Linked DNA regions of Zea mays: regions 2 and 3 are each linked to region 1. A link is a contact called in public Hi-C data. All regions are on one chromosome and are shown on one strand. Each heading gives the region's core, a stretch centred on a gene start, on an enhancer-like site or on the middle of the called end of the contact. The rest is flanking DNA. Distances are from core to core; before and after follow the strand shown.

Evidence for each region. Hi-C and Micro-C count contacts between places; a contact is called where the count stands out from the background.
Region 2: a Hi-C map of leaf shows a contact between it and region 1, with 4 times the contacts expected there. The contact joins the promoter of LOC100276815 here to the promoter of LOC100192366 in region 1. A contact is called at or near these places in 3 of 25 Hi-C or Micro-C datasets (ear, leaf and tassel).
Region 3: a Hi-C map of ear shows a contact between it and region 1, with 1.9 times the contacts expected there. The contact joins the promoter of LOC100282405 here to the promoter of LOC100192366 in region 1. A contact is called at or near these places in 2 of 25 Hi-C or Micro-C datasets (ear and tassel).

What each region holds. Positions count from the first base shown.
Region 1 is chr8:115,434,971-115,440,055 of Zm-B73-REFERENCE-NAM-5.0, reverse strand. LOC100192366 (putative leucine-rich repeat receptor-like protein kinase family protein) reads right to left here and starts at 2,621. Exons shown (of 19, transcript NM_001137546.2): 1 at 2,264-2,621; 2 at 507-630; 3 at 357-428; 4 at 178-252; 5 at 18-89. The coding sequence starts at 2,348.
Region 2 is chr8:115,803,031-115,808,115 of Zm-B73-REFERENCE-NAM-5.0, reverse strand. LOC100276815 reads right to left here and starts at 2,134. Exons shown (of 6, transcript NM_001150524.2): 1 at 1,740-2,134; 2 at 1,294-1,452; 3 at 822-947; 4 at 259-438; 5 at 1-38. The coding sequence starts at 1,976. It overlaps LOC100284568, which reads right to left. Exons shown (of 6, transcript NM_001157463.2): 6 at 4,624-4,993. The coding sequence ends at 4,830.
Region 3 is chr8:115,745,741-115,750,825 of Zm-B73-REFERENCE-NAM-5.0, reverse strand. LOC100282405 reads right to left here and starts at 2,623. Exons shown (of 6, transcript NM_001155316.2): 1 at 2,307-2,623; 2 at 354-1,303; 3 at 1-228. The coding sequence starts at 2,405.

The sequences.
Region 1 (5,085 bases), core at 1,372-3,871:
AAGAACAATAGTCTTACAAGAATGTGAGTTGTGACAAGTTTCCTAGTTCGCTCGGAACAGGACCACTGAAACTGCAACCAATCAATGCTCTACAAAATCAATCAATGGTAATCAGTAATGTGTAGGAGAGAATAAGCATTGGTCCCTCTGTTCGTAACAGAAACTGTTGCAACTTACAAAGATTCAAGCTTAAACAACTTCCCAATGGCAGCTGGCAATGGCCCACCAAGATCTCTGTTTGAGGACAGATCTCTGCAAAGAAATGCTCAGAAAGTGAGTGATTCAGTGTCCTAACGTAAATAGTGAAACATCTTCAGCATCTTTGAGAAGGCAAAATACATGATGGCGGTACTCACAAGATCGTTAGCTCAGTCAGACTTCCTATATCATCACTCAGAGTGCCTCCCATGCCCATCCCAAACAGATTCCTGATATCAAGTGTTAACAAGAAAAAATTTCAGGATCCTGAGCAAGACACTGACAATGGCGGGATCAGCTGTACTCACAGTGATGTGACCCTTCCATTTTCATCACACAAAATACCATCCCACGGCATGTCGCAAGGACTGGACTTTCCCCAGCTAGCAGGCACATTTTTCCATCTCTTCATCAAGGATCTGAGAGCAGCCTCTGCAAGAGAGAGAGAGAAGGGTGATAAGTTGTCGATGAACATTTGGACATTCAATTTAATGATCTCATTGATATTTTTTGACAGGCATGAATTAAGGGATTGTTTGGAATAGCAGCATCAGATCCAGAACAGATATGTTTTGTGAAACCGAACGCCTCATCACCACAGAATTAAGACCCCCCCAATAATTTCAGATCTGGAGGTCAGACCCATGGATTTCATGAAACCTCAAGAGGTGCTCTAAAAATGCTCTAAAAACTCATGGATTCATGTATCCGCTATGCCACTGGTTATGCAGAAATAATGGTTTGTTCTTTCTTCTTCTCACTTCTTTCCCGTCGCCGCAAGGCCATCTTAGCTGCGCCGTACTGCCCCGACCTTGCCGCGACACGTGGCCCTCCCCTCCAATGGACGCCGAGTTGACGTGTGGACGCTGTCACTCCTCGTCGAGACCCTCCTCCCTCCCGTGCCATGCCGCCGTAGGGGCTCATGCCCCTCCCGTCCCGTGCCGTGCCGTGCCGCCATGCAGTTGCTGGCTGCTGCCGCTCCCTGTCGCGCCGCACACAGACAGGACGAAGATGCAACTTTTTTTTTTTAATTTTGGCTTCTTGTTATGTTTTTATAATTACACGTGGATCCATGTCAGAGACTCAGCTCATATGTAGTTTGGTAAGAACCTAGATCTACCGTGAAGTTGCTCCATGGTTGATCTGATGCTTCATATGTAGTTTTGACATGGAGTTGGACTCAGCTCTATTGGAGTCAACTAATTATATAGATATTTCAATAATAGAAAGTAAAAAAGATTGAACTATCAAAATGTTTTATCTTCTATCATCCAGAAACTGAAAGAATCACATCAAACAAGGCTTAGCATATGTACCGACGCAGAGTTTTATAATACAAATGAACACAAAACAATCACGAGGAAAAAATATTGACTGACTGAATAAATGACACCAAGAACATTTTCAGAAAAAGGAGCAGGAAAGAGACCAATTTTGGATTGTTTGTCGCCATTTCCACAAGCGTCTCATCCAAAAAAAATTACAGAATACACCCAAATAGTTCAATCAGTAAAACTGAGGTATTTATGGTTTCCATTATTTAGTTGGACTGGAAACTAGTAAAGTCGCACAGCCAAATAGCCCTAAACTTTAGCAGCTTTTTTTAGCTACTTTTAGTCATTTGTAATCTAAACAGGAGAGTTAACGGTGGTAATTGAAGCTAAACTTTAACACTTCAATTCATATAGCTAAAGCTAAGACCCTGTTTCAATCTCACGGGATAAACTTTAGCTTCCTGCTAAACTTTAGCACTTTAGCTATATGAATTGAAGTGCTAAAGTTTAGCTTCAATTACCACCGTTAGCTCTCCTGTTTAGATTACAAATAGCTAAAAGTAGCTAAAAAGAAGCTGCTAAAGTTTGGAACAGGGCCTAAGTACGAAGCAGACGACCAAAAAAATGTTACGTAGAGAAAGTTTTTGCTACCAATAAACAGCAGATTGAGCGTATAATTACATAAAAGAACAGGCAGAACCCATCAAAGTCTCTCTAACCTTTGGTTCGCACATCCATAGTTCAAAGAACTAAAAACAAACAAACAAACAAACAAACAAAAAAGAACTAACCATCTTGCGGGTCGGTCTTGGCGGAGGCGGTTGTTGATCCGGCAGCGAACAAAAGCAGCAGCAACAAGAGCTGCCCCTTGCGCATCTTCTCCCTCCACGGTCCACGGCTGCAGCCTGCAGGAGAGAGCCCTTACCCTGCTCCGCTCCGGTCTTTGGATGCGTTCGTGTTCTCCTCCCCAAACCTCTCCACCTCGCAAAAAAAGAAGGCTGTGCAGCAACCAGGGAAGAAGTCTCCGGGATGGGGGGAGGAAAAGGCTGAGAAGCGAAGGCCGCCGATGCAGAACTAGAAGCGGTCCGCGGTCGTGCCTGAAACAGGACAGGAGTAGCTTAGCTTCCTTCCTGAACTCTTTTCGCTTGTATAATACTCGGTCCAAGTGGCTGACATTTATATTTATTTATAATATAATAATATCCAGTAGGGAACCTCTCCTGTTCTTCTCATAAGCGTGCCGACGATTGCTGTCAGGTGTGTGGTTGGCCTCTAGTTTGTTAAGTTTGACAGACTTGACTTGTCATTAACTTATTGTTATGCTGTAGGTAAGTTGTGTTAGTTTTTTCGACAGAAAATCTTTGTTCACCGTCATAATTGTTACGTGTTCTACTTTTGTTTCACTTTATTATAAACGTTATAGACTTATTTTTATGTTAGTTGACCTTTATTATAAATATGCGACTTGGATTTGTTCCTCGCATTTTCTCTGACAACAATAATTTATCCAAGTTTACATATAGTAAATTATGTCTATGGCAGTAATGATTTATCGACGGTTGGAGGTAAGTGGTAACAACAAACTATATGATGCTAGCTAAACGTAGGAACCAGTGTTTTTTTTCTTCCAAAAGGATATCAGTGCTTCTTTTTATTTCGTTTCCAGCACAAAATATCAGAGCAGTCGTTGTCCATTATTAAGAAATAAGTTAGACCTGCAAACCGATTTGTTTTTAAGTGCAGTTCCACGAATCCTGTTCAATCGAAAGCAACGTTGAACCAATCTGTATGTGTAACTTGCAGTTTTTCTTCTTGCAATTTGTACAACCTCACTATTACGCAAACTGATGTCTCGGACTAACATTGTGCTGCGAAAATAAGTAGCATTCATTTTTTTAATGGCAACCGATATTTTATTCATCTCTCATCAAATAAAAGGAACTCATCATGCTATTGGCCTCAACTACCACTTTTTAGGGATCTTTCTCACCATACTCATCTAGAGGACCTTTCAAATATATATCTATACCACATTATCACTATACAATCCATCAATTTAAACGTTGTAAAACCTACCCAATTAATCAAATCACTCACACACATAACCTCCACTAAATTTATCAAACGAATTTCACACAAACTTAACACATCATCAAAACCAAGATTTAGATTGCTGAATAACCCCCTCACCCTTACTTAATCAAATCCAATATACAATATTGTTTGGACTATCCCTCTTCACGACCCCGCCGCCCCAGCCTCCCCCCTCCCCCCGTGTCCCCACCGCCCCCTCACCCTCACATGTGTCGTCACTGTCACTGTCCACCCCTCAACTCGCACTGTCGCCGCCGTCGACCCCTCTCCTCTCCCCGTGATCGTCGAGCTATATGCTAGTAAGTATTAGGCTATCTCCAACAGCTTACTCATCCCGATACCCATATTTAAACTCCACTCTACGAACAGTGCAATCTACAATGCAAAAACAGTGTTTTGATTGAGCATATGGGTGAACTGCTGGACACGGTCTTATAGACGATAAAGTGCATACAATTGTAGCAACTTTCTTAATAATCACAAAAATAATATTGTGTTTTTTTCAAAATTATTGGCCATTTCAATTTTTTAGAATCAAAATATCTTAGATTTTGCATAATTAATATAATAAAACAATAACATTTATGATAACAAATAAATATGGTTGATTATTCACTAATTATATTTTTTATAATATGGATATTTGATGTCATAATTTTTTATACTTTTTTATAATTTTGATCAAACTTAAGATGCTTTGACTTAAAATTGAAATGACTTATAATTGGAGTAATTTGAGCTCTGGTAGAGATGCAGTAATTAGGCTACTACAGTATAAATTTGTTTAGTTTAGATTATTAAACAACTGGTAGAGATGCAGTAAGTAAGTTGAAAAATTGTGACGGGTATGCATATCTCGTCGACCAAAACAACGCGTTGCCACCACGTACGTAATGTGGAACGGTCAAACATTTGTTATATTTTCTTGATGAATGAAACAGATATTTTGTTTTTAAGGGCTAGTTTGGAAACCTCAATTTTCTAAAGGATTTATATTTTTTCATGGGAAAATGAATTAATTTTCTTTTAAAAAACAGAAATCACTTAGGAAATCGGGGTTTCCAAACTAGGCCTAAATAAGATAGATATTCACTATGTTAGAATAGCAAATACTTAGAAGACACCAGTACTAGTGACGCGTCATGAGTTTCACATGCGTGTACTGTTAAGACGTGTCTCTACTGTTAATTTTATCGCCTATGTTGAAAAGATAAGCGGGAAGCGAGACGTGTTTGTGATAAGATGTTATTCTGATAAAAAAAGATAAGATGTTATTACAGATGCATGTTGGATACAAGCATCTTGAATTGTTTGACTTATTATATTTTCTCCCATTTCCAATTTCTTTTATAGATTGTGGAGGACAAAAGTAGCTAGATGTATCTTCGGAACTAAAATTTTGATGAATACGTAGATGGTCTTACATCTTCTATTGCAGAGATGGATATGATGAATGTGCAAAACGACATCTATACATCCGTAGCTAGGCTTGAGTCAATTCATATATTACTTGCATATA
Region 2 (5,085 bases), core at 885-3,384, 370 kb before region 1:
AATAGCAACTTTGCTTTTGCAGCCATGGCATTTGCAACCTGTATGAGATATATGGAGACATTAGTTCAGTCATACCATAGAAGATGGTAAAAAGAGAGCCAAAGCATCACTATTGTTGAGGAAAGAAAAAAATGAAATAGAGGTGATCCTTATCCCAGTCAATCAAAATAAATTTGACATTGTTTCGTACTATGGATTCAAACATTCAAAATGGAGCACTGAAGCAACATATCTAGTGACACATGTTTGCCACCTTACGTCGCGAGATGCCTTCAACTGAGTTTCATGGTCAAGTGGATTTTGAGGAAGGTGTCTTTGAGCAATTTTGTGGCCAGCTTCTCCTTGTGTATTTAGACCAGCTCCTTTTCTTCTTATGTTCAGTTTACGCGTCTCCTGAATAATGTCAGCCGTTTTATTCTCTACAATGGTCCGACCTTCCTGACAAAAATACCATATATGACGTGTCAACAAAGAGATCTGACATAACCAAAGGATATATCAATTGTATATCATCAAGAAGTCATAAATACCACAACATTGCAAAGATACATATATCTTTTTTCCAACTCTTAATGAAGATAGCATGCGTTAAAGAAAATGATGTGTGGCACTTGCTGTAGTAGAATATAGATCAACATGGTGAATGCTTCGATTTTTTCTAGCTTAATGCAGGAACAAAGAAATTTCTGTTTACACATATTTATACTCGATGCACAATATTTTCCAATACTCAACACAGAACAACATTGAAAGTGAAACATAGGACTTAAACTAAAAGATCCAGTCATTCAAGTACAAAAAAGAACTTATCAGCAACTTACTTCAAGTGCATTTTTTATTGTGCCTCCAATATAGGTAAGGGAGGAAGTTATAGACTCAGATCTCTTCTGAGATGGAGGTGTCTCAGGTTTCCACGTCTCTCCTGGCAATTGTTTTGAATGTGGAAGCTGCAGCATCGTGAAAAATATCAGTGTTATACATGAAAACATTTGAAACCGAATTAAGCATACTATTGATGGCAATTCCAGTGAGTCAGAGGCAAAGATTTTCAGAGTGGACCATTGTATCTACAAGATAACAGTTCTTCACCATAGTGATAGGACAAAAACAAAGATGATGAATGATACCAGTCTCAAGCTTCAAGCAGAAAATGAAAGCTCGGAATGCATGTTTCTATCTAAGTACAGATATTAAGTGGTTTCAATTACAGATAAGGAGTTTAATTAACTTAAATTTAGCACCCCATTGTTCAATTAAGGAAGAAGATAATGGCAGGAGGATTGCAGATCTCACCTGGACACCAACATGCACATCATCTCTTGGCGATTTGTACTGCTCCGGGGAGCAGTCCTCGTCAAGAAATGACTTTGCCTTCCGCGCAAGTGTGCCCCAGAATCCATACTTGGCCTCGTTGAGGTTCTTCATGGACGTGTATTCATAGCCTGAACTATCCTATACCAGGACAAATATCATTACTTCTTGAACACTAGATAAGAAGTTTACCCACAGCGAGCACGAAGTGGGGAAATTGAGCAACAGTAGTTCAGCAGAAACTGATAATCGTAATGGTTACAGCGCCTATACACGTAATGATCCCTCGCCTGACCCAAATACCAATCAAGAATTACGAGGATCCCCTTTCGTTGCGTTGGTCGCTGACCGGGCCAGATCCGACCCCGAAGCATCTAGAAGCGAAATCGCATAGGGAAGAAGCGAGAGAGAGGCACGGCGAGGCATACCAGGGACGGTGTGGACACGGAGGGCTCGTGGTGGCTCCGGCGAGAGGCCGCCAGCGAGGCTGAGGCGGAGTAGGCGGAGGTGAGGGAGGAGGCATCGCGGTGTGCGGCGGAGGCGCGCATGGCCTGCGCGGCGAGGGAGTCGGGTGAGGCGGGGCCCACGGACGACGGGTAGTGGTGCTCCAACGAGGGCGTGGGCTGGGGCTGGGGATGGGGCTGAGGCTTCCGGCGGTAGGCCATTGTGACGCCCCGGCGGCGAGGCGCGGTGACGGTGACCTCCCACCTCCGGCTAGGGATCAGGATCGGCTGACTCGCAGCTGTTTACTGCACGCGCGTGCAGTACGTAACATATGTACATACGTTGACCAGCCAGGCAAGCCTCCTGCGACTGCGATAGCTGCCTGAATGATAAGAAGATACCGGACCAGCACAACACTACGCTGATGCTCATATGAATAGAACAAACAGAGCACTCATACTGCTTGAGGGCGCGTTTGTTTGATCGAGGAGTGTAGTCGAAGCTGCTCTATTTTTATTTTTTAGATTTTTGGTTTCAAATAAAAGAGGAGCGAAGCAGTTTTTAGAGTTTTCATATAAAAATTTAATATAAATAATTGGAATGTTTCCGTTCCACCAAAATAACTGGATATAAACGCTCTCTCGAACACGATATGGAACATAAATGGCAACTTTCCATATTGCTTCAAGTCATTTATAAATCCATCATTGATTCAATGAAAACTTTCCATATTGCTTCAAGTCTATTTTTGTATATTGCATTTATATATCCATCATTGATACTAATATTAGGATTGCTAACTCATTGTTTTTGTTTTGCAGAGTTGAAGTGTTGATCTTAATGCTAAAGATAATGCATTCTTTTGTCAGCTTAATGCTTAATGTTAAATATTGCTTATGTTTTAACATTATGGATATAGATAACGACAACTTGATTAAACGACTGTTGTAATTTCATTTAATTTTACTGTGATTTTTCACTAGCCGACTTCACAGCCTTGCCCAGCAAACCTTTATCTAGGGATGAAAGTGGTAATCCGAACTGTTAGAACAAATTTAATATTTTAAAATAGATATGTATAAAATTTGATGTTGATCTTTTCTTATGTTATCAAACACATTAGTACAAATATGAATAAAATATTATATAAATTGTTTTATGTATTATTTTCTCCCTACAACACAAAAAGTTGAAAAAATTACCGAATTTGTTTCCGAATCCATACCGAAGTTTATATCTATTATTTGAGAAAATGTAGGATGAATTTGAGGTTTACCTTTTATGAATCTTAACAAACTGGATGTTAAAAACAAGAATACAAATTTGTATTCTATATTCTATATCCTATTTATTCGCAATAAAAGAAAAAACTGATTACCGAATAAATACCGTTTTCGACCGTTTTCATCCCTACTTTATCCACATAGATTTGAAGCCATCAAACATACTGACATGAAGGCCAAGGTGACAGATGTTAGATTAGTCAGTCTTGCACCAGATGACGGGAAGTGCATAGACACAAGACTTGCTGGCACTATTAGAGTCGTGATGATTATATTGTAGAAATCAGATAACTTACTCTAGCATCGCTCCTATGTGTAAGTATGTACTATTGGTGCTTCGTTCTTTAACCTTGAAAATAAGTTTGGTCTTCTCTAAGACTAGAATTTTATTGATCCTGCGCATGTATACACCAACTCAGCCCCTACATACCACATCAATGTGATATAACATTTAGACTGCTCATTCTATATATTTTCAGTCTGAACTATCCTGATATTATAAACAATTATATATTTAGAAATTTTAGCGCTTCTATGTGTATATATGTACATATACATGTCTGAAACTATAAAATTCTATATCTTTTATAAACACATCAAGCAACGCCTCACGCGGAGTGCGAGCAATTTACTAGTTAGCCGGAAATGTGGACGAAATGGCACAAAGGGCAAAAAAGTTTGGACCAGCGATACATATTCCCGTTGAACCTTTTAAATGACACAAAAGGAATTGCAAATTTTTATAATGACATAAAGGGAAAGGAATTTATATTTAAACTAGGTCTATTTTGAATCGTTTCTATCTTTTTTTATATATTGAAACACATGTAGCTCTCCTGCGTTTTCGAAAAAAAAACTGCTTATGCTCTCAAATAGGTGGTGAGATCTAAGAATAGTTGTTGTTTTAGCTTATTTACTCTTTATCTTCTCAACTAAAATTAGGAATCATTATGTGCATTCAAAATTATGCCTTACTTATTTTTTCATGCTACTTTGACTTCTGCATTGTATTTTTTATTTATCTCAATTCTCAAAAAACAAACTTCATCCTTCAGAATTGCTGATATGATATTATTTCTCTTTTCTCTTTTCTACTATATAAAGCATTAGTTTCAACGGTCATCCTACGTCACCCTTTCCGCTTAATGCAAAAAAGTAAAACTATACACAAATAGGGTTTGAACTTTGAACCTTAGTTGTTTGCTCCACATTTACATCCACCTAACCATTAGATTATACATTTTTTATGTTTTATTAAAATAGAGTCTACTTATACAATATATAGAAATCGTGGCAACGGAGGGCAACTGACTAGTTGTATTATATTTGTATATAATATTTTTTTATTTCACTAAATTTGTTGGGCACGTAAAGCATGGGGAACACAAACTGTAGTATGGCTTAATCACATAATAATCATGAAATAATCTGTTATTAGCAACATCAACTGAAAAATGTTAACATATGACATATTCAAATTGATTCAAATAGAAACATAACTGTATAAATACTATTAAATGCACCCAGTAACATATAGGAATAGCAAATAATCACAATGTCAAGCATATATATGTCCACATCAATACAAAATCAAATAGACTATCTGACATGAAGAAGCAACTACTTTATATGATGGTTGACACAGTTCTAGGACTCGGAAGAGTCAACACTAAGAATCCATACAATATCTATGTTGTCATCTTAAAGAATGTGAAGTGTTAATATAGCAAAGCTAATCAAACTATTTCCATATATTGGTAATGTGCTGAACTAGACCTCTGTAGCGCAGTTTCAATGTTGTTTCTTCTCAGACAACATTGGGATCTTAGAGATAAGCTTCGCATCAATCACTTTGTACTGCTTTTTTATCTCAATAAGGGCCTTCTCACCCACAACATCAACTTGATCTTCGTATTTTTCATATAACATTGGCAGAGTGTATGCCATCAGGAAAACTGCAAAATAACTATCACTTTCAACATTTCCGAATGGCAATGAGCTATAGAAGTACAAAGATGATTGTTTGTATGCACAACACAAAGCTTTG
Region 3 (5,085 bases), core at 1,374-3,873, 310 kb before region 1:
CGTCCAAATGGAAGCTCCCCAACAAATACCAACCCATTTGGAACAGTTTTCCGAACAAGAAGATGCTTGACCCCTCTCATTGCCTCAGTATACATTTCAAATAGATACTTTAAACTACTGTCACGATATTCCTCCTGCTGAACCCACACTTTTAGCAGATACTCATAATAACTGTCCCCTCGAGATCCTAATCGAATATTCTCACCACTAAATTGACCAGAGGAGGGGCTGCATATAAAGTTAAAAATGAGAATATAAAGATTTCCTTTAAAACTTGATTCCTGTGAAGATAATCCATGTAATGACATTATGATGAATTAGTTGAAAATTATACAAGGGTAGAACAGGCATACTTGATGTAAATAGGCACCAGACCCTCCACCTTTGGGAGTGTATGTATATGCTCTAACACCTTCATTGCCGCCCTGTCGTACTTAGGATCCCCTAATACTTTACTGAGGTAACTGAACTCTAATTGCAACGTTGAAGCCTCTGAAGTGCTGCTTAAGCCATCAGGCGCTGCATGTGCAGTATGGTCACGAAGAATAACATCACTTAAAGGTATAGCTGTTGGGCTTGATGTAAAAGCCAATAATAACCTGTCGGCTAAATCCTTTGAAACTTCCAAAAGTCGCTCTGGATTAGCCTTTTTATATGTTACAGGTACTCCGGAGTCACCTGCCCCTGGATGATCACCACCACTCAAATGGTATGCACTAAGAAGCCCTCCCAAGACACGGATGGTAGTCTCAAATAAGTTAACCTGCCCTTTCTCACTAATTCTTTTCATTAGGTTGTCTTCAATCCATTTTGATGCTTCAGAAACAACATCATCAGCACCCATTATTATCGCAGTATCCAAAGAATCCACAATAGTAGCTCCTAGACCACCTAACCCATCTGTGCCTCTGTGGCTCAGAGGCATAAGCTCATCGTAACCCATTGCATACTTTTGATAACCAGACCATGCATGTTCAAATGCTTCTTTAACTTTCTTCTGCCTCGATGTCCACTCAGATGGAGACTGCTGAAGCAGAGAATTATTTTTGTAGATTTCATTTGGAGGGAGGCGTGGGGGCAGCCTTGGTGGTTTTCTCCAGAATGTGCGTATACTGGGAGATCTCCTAACATTTTTATTCTGTACTTCTTTGCCATGAAGCTCACTGGATACAATACCCTCTGAGCCTTTGTGCATAAATAAGTACAATAAGCCAGAAACCATCAACAGGCTCAAGAATTTACCAACAGTGAACTTTCCACAATGGTATTTGCTTCTGTTAGTAGCCAAGGACTGTAGAACCATCTACAAAAAGAAAGAAAAAAAGGGCTTCGGCCTTAGGGAATAAGAACTAATGAGACCACAACAGCCCTGAATAAAGTTTCCTACTTTAAGAAACAAAAAAAACCGATACAAAGAGATGTCGTTCCTCATCAAACAGAATACACAAAGATAGTTAAATTACTACAGTTCTTTCTCAGACATGAAAATAGTATTCCAGACCACAGATAAGTTTAAGACAAACAGCACTCGGAGGTATTGTCCAAAGGGTCATGGTCGTTGTAATTAGTATTCCCTCCAATCTAAATTAAGACGTTTTGCCTTTTTCTAGATACATTGGTATTGCTATGCACTTAGATATATACTACATAGTAAAAGTAATGTATCTAGAAAAAGCAAAATGTCTTTATAATTTAGAATGGAGGGAGTTTCATTAATGAGTGTGTGAGCATGATCCTTTGACTAATTAGAATGACCCGTGATTAGTGCTTCATTATGTATAGCTGAAATCCAGAAGCACGTTATGAGGTCTGGGAAAATATAAGTTCTATAGAGCCACCAAATAAGCTCAAATATTTGCGGATATATAACTCAAGCTTCTCAAGAAATGGATGAGGTACAAAAGTTCATACAAATGCGAGAGCAACAGCAATCATATGACACCAAACTAGCCCCTGACGAAATACACTACTCCAGATCAAAGCGACCATTTGATCTAGTGAATGACCTCAAGCAGGTCGAAACAACCTAGAGTAGCAGCGGTACAGAACAATTAACCATAGCAAATTCAACTGACTAGACCCGCAGATCCGAGGCCAGGGATCCCTCATTCCAACAGAAACCAGACACAGCCTAACCAATCAATCGACCAAATCACTCCCCACAATGAATCGAGTCCCGGCCGTAAACTCCAGTTCTCCACGGGGATAAGTTACACCCCAAAGTAGAGCTAACTTGAGCCTTATTAGGAAAACTCAGCCTTTTTGGTAAGCAATGGGGGCTTGGGTCGGAAGGGGAGGCGCCGCACCTTGAGGCGAGACCGGTGGCGGAACTTGGCGTTGTTGTAGGCGCCGCCAGCACCCACATCGCGCATCGAGTAGGGGAGGGGGCCCGAGCTGCCACTCATCCGCGCGGGAGCGGGGTGAGGAACTTCTAGAGGCTTCTGAGAGGAGGTGGGGTTCGCCTGCGCGGCGTCGCGCGCGAGATCCGGGTTGGGGTGGGAGACGGGAGCTGGAGGCGGGGCGGACGGGAAAAGACCGCGACCGACGGAGAACGGGAGAAGCCCGTTGCGCCGTTGCGGTCTCGCCAATCCGGTTGGATGTCCGCCTCCCCGTTTCTCTTTGCTTACCGCCTTTCAGGCCTTTGCTCTTAATCTACCCTTAATCTATACAGATTGAATGAAATTTTATATTTTTTCTATTTAATATAGGATAGAAATAATTGAACAAGTTCTTATAGTGATAAAAACTAGACAGTAAAATTTCGTACCTTCCCGTTTCGAATACCGTTTTTTCTCCATTCGTTTTCGAATTGTTTGGGAACCGATTAGAAACGGTACGAAAACGATTTAGCTAGTTTTCCTTTTACATTTCCAAGTCGTGATGATACTGTTTTTTACCGTTTTTATATAATATGAGATATATCTAGCGTATAATTTATGCAAGTTATGTACTTTTGTTGTGTTCAAGTGAATGAATAAGAGAAAAACAAAAGTTATAATTACTCTAAATAATATGAATATTAAGAAGAATTGTTAGTGTATTTTAATATCTTAAAAATTAGGCAAAATGTCAATTTAATATGTATTTATGAAAACTATAAAATATTTGTCTTTCCGACTAGAGTTTATCATTTTCGAATAACCGACAATTTTGATCGCGTATTTCGATATTTTGTTTTTTGTTTTCGTCCTGTTAGAAAAATATGAAAACAAAACCAATTTATCTATTTTTCTATCGTTTTTTACCGTTTTCATCCTTGCCGTCTTACCGGCGAGATGGCAATAGTTGGATTGACATAGGTTTAGGCTAATTTCTCTATGTATGGGTTTGTTAATAGGTTTAAATAGAAATCCAAAGGTTATGTGGATATGAATTTGTTCTTTCACTATCTATATCCGCAAACTCATAGATTTTAAAACCCACCTTAAAATCAACATAACTTACAAATATGTTTCGTAATATTATTAATTGAATATGTTGTAGTTGAAATAAACTCTATGTAACAAAGTTTAAGCTAAAATTAGTTATCACTCTGTTTCTTTTATCCTAGCTTATTAATATAGTGACTGTCATTTACATGATAAATTAGTCTTTTATGTTGATGTTAGTGGGTATGGAAAACTCGATGGGTACCTAAACCCGCATGGGCACAGGTTTGGGCAAAATTTTATACCCGTTATGGGTATGAGTTTGTAACGGGCGTATCGTTTCTTCGTGAGTATGGGTTTGGGGAAGTAAATACCCAATAGATTTTTATCCATTGCCATCTCTAGTCTTACGCCATGTTTGCTTACTTTATTCATTTTTTAAAACTTTAGTGACTAAATTTTAGTCTCTAGAATTTTCTTGTTTGATTCTAGGGGCTAAAACTGATTAAAAGGCATTAATTTTTATGTAAAAAGAAAAATATTGCCTCTAATAAATTCATGTGTTCTAGTGTCTGTCGTGACTCGAGAGACAGAGGGACAGAAACTACAATATACAAGTTTAGTCACCTTTAGTCATCCATTTGATGACTAAAAACTAAAGTTTAGAAAACCTCTGGTGGTGTTTTCGTCAACCGGGAGCACAACAATGTGCCACCGATAGGTGATTTTGGTGTGATAGCACTCAAATCCCTTGTTTTTGGACTAAGAATCGGCTATCACTAATCGAACTTTATTGGAAGTGTCACATGAGAACAAGTGAGTATTTAGGTTTCAGACCACTGGAGCGTAATACCTTACGTCTTCTTTAAGTTGTATTGGTTGGGTTGGTGTTTCATGCCTTACTGAGATGTTTGGATCATGAGCCATTACCATCCCTAGGTATGAGTCGAGCCATAACTCCCCTACTGAGCATAGGTTCAAGCCCCACGGTGTGCGCCAAATATTAGGACAGCCCAAGCACTTGGAGACTAAAGGGACAGGTGGCACGACAAAACAGACAGCAGAGAGCTCAAATGTCTTATCAACCACGCCCTACCCAACCACAGGTAAATAGTTGATAATTGTTTCTTAGATAAACAAAACTACATGTAAAGATTCTAAATTTTCAATATGCAGGCCCTAGTCATCTTTTAAAACTTTGCCAGCAGCTTCGTCTAGTAGTCTGTTGATAGTTTCGTCAACGGCTTCGTTAGCTATCTAATTATGTCAAGCGCCCCTTTAGAGATGGATCAGCTTCAGCATCATATGGTTCTGGAGGGGGAGAGAGCTCAGCTGCACAAAAATGCAACTGTCTGTTAGTACCGAAGCTAAAAATAATTTACAAAGCTAAGTCATGATAGATATACCTATAAGTCTGGCACGTTCAACAGCTTCTTCAGTTCTTCTGGTCTCTTCCAAGGCGTCATGAGATTCCTTCTCTTTCTTTTTAATAGCTTCGTCAGCTATCTCTCAGCCACCCTTCAGCCATATTTCAGAATAAAACTTTCCACCTAGTGCAGTGGCTTCGACCGAAGGGTTTCTAACATCGTTGGATGAGAGCGAAAATCCTGGCTGAACCACAACCTTGGCATGTTCGCATCTGACCTTTTCAAGGACCGACGCAGCCCCACGGGTGCTGGCAAAAGTGCAGAAGTCCCCCATATCACTGAGAATCTCC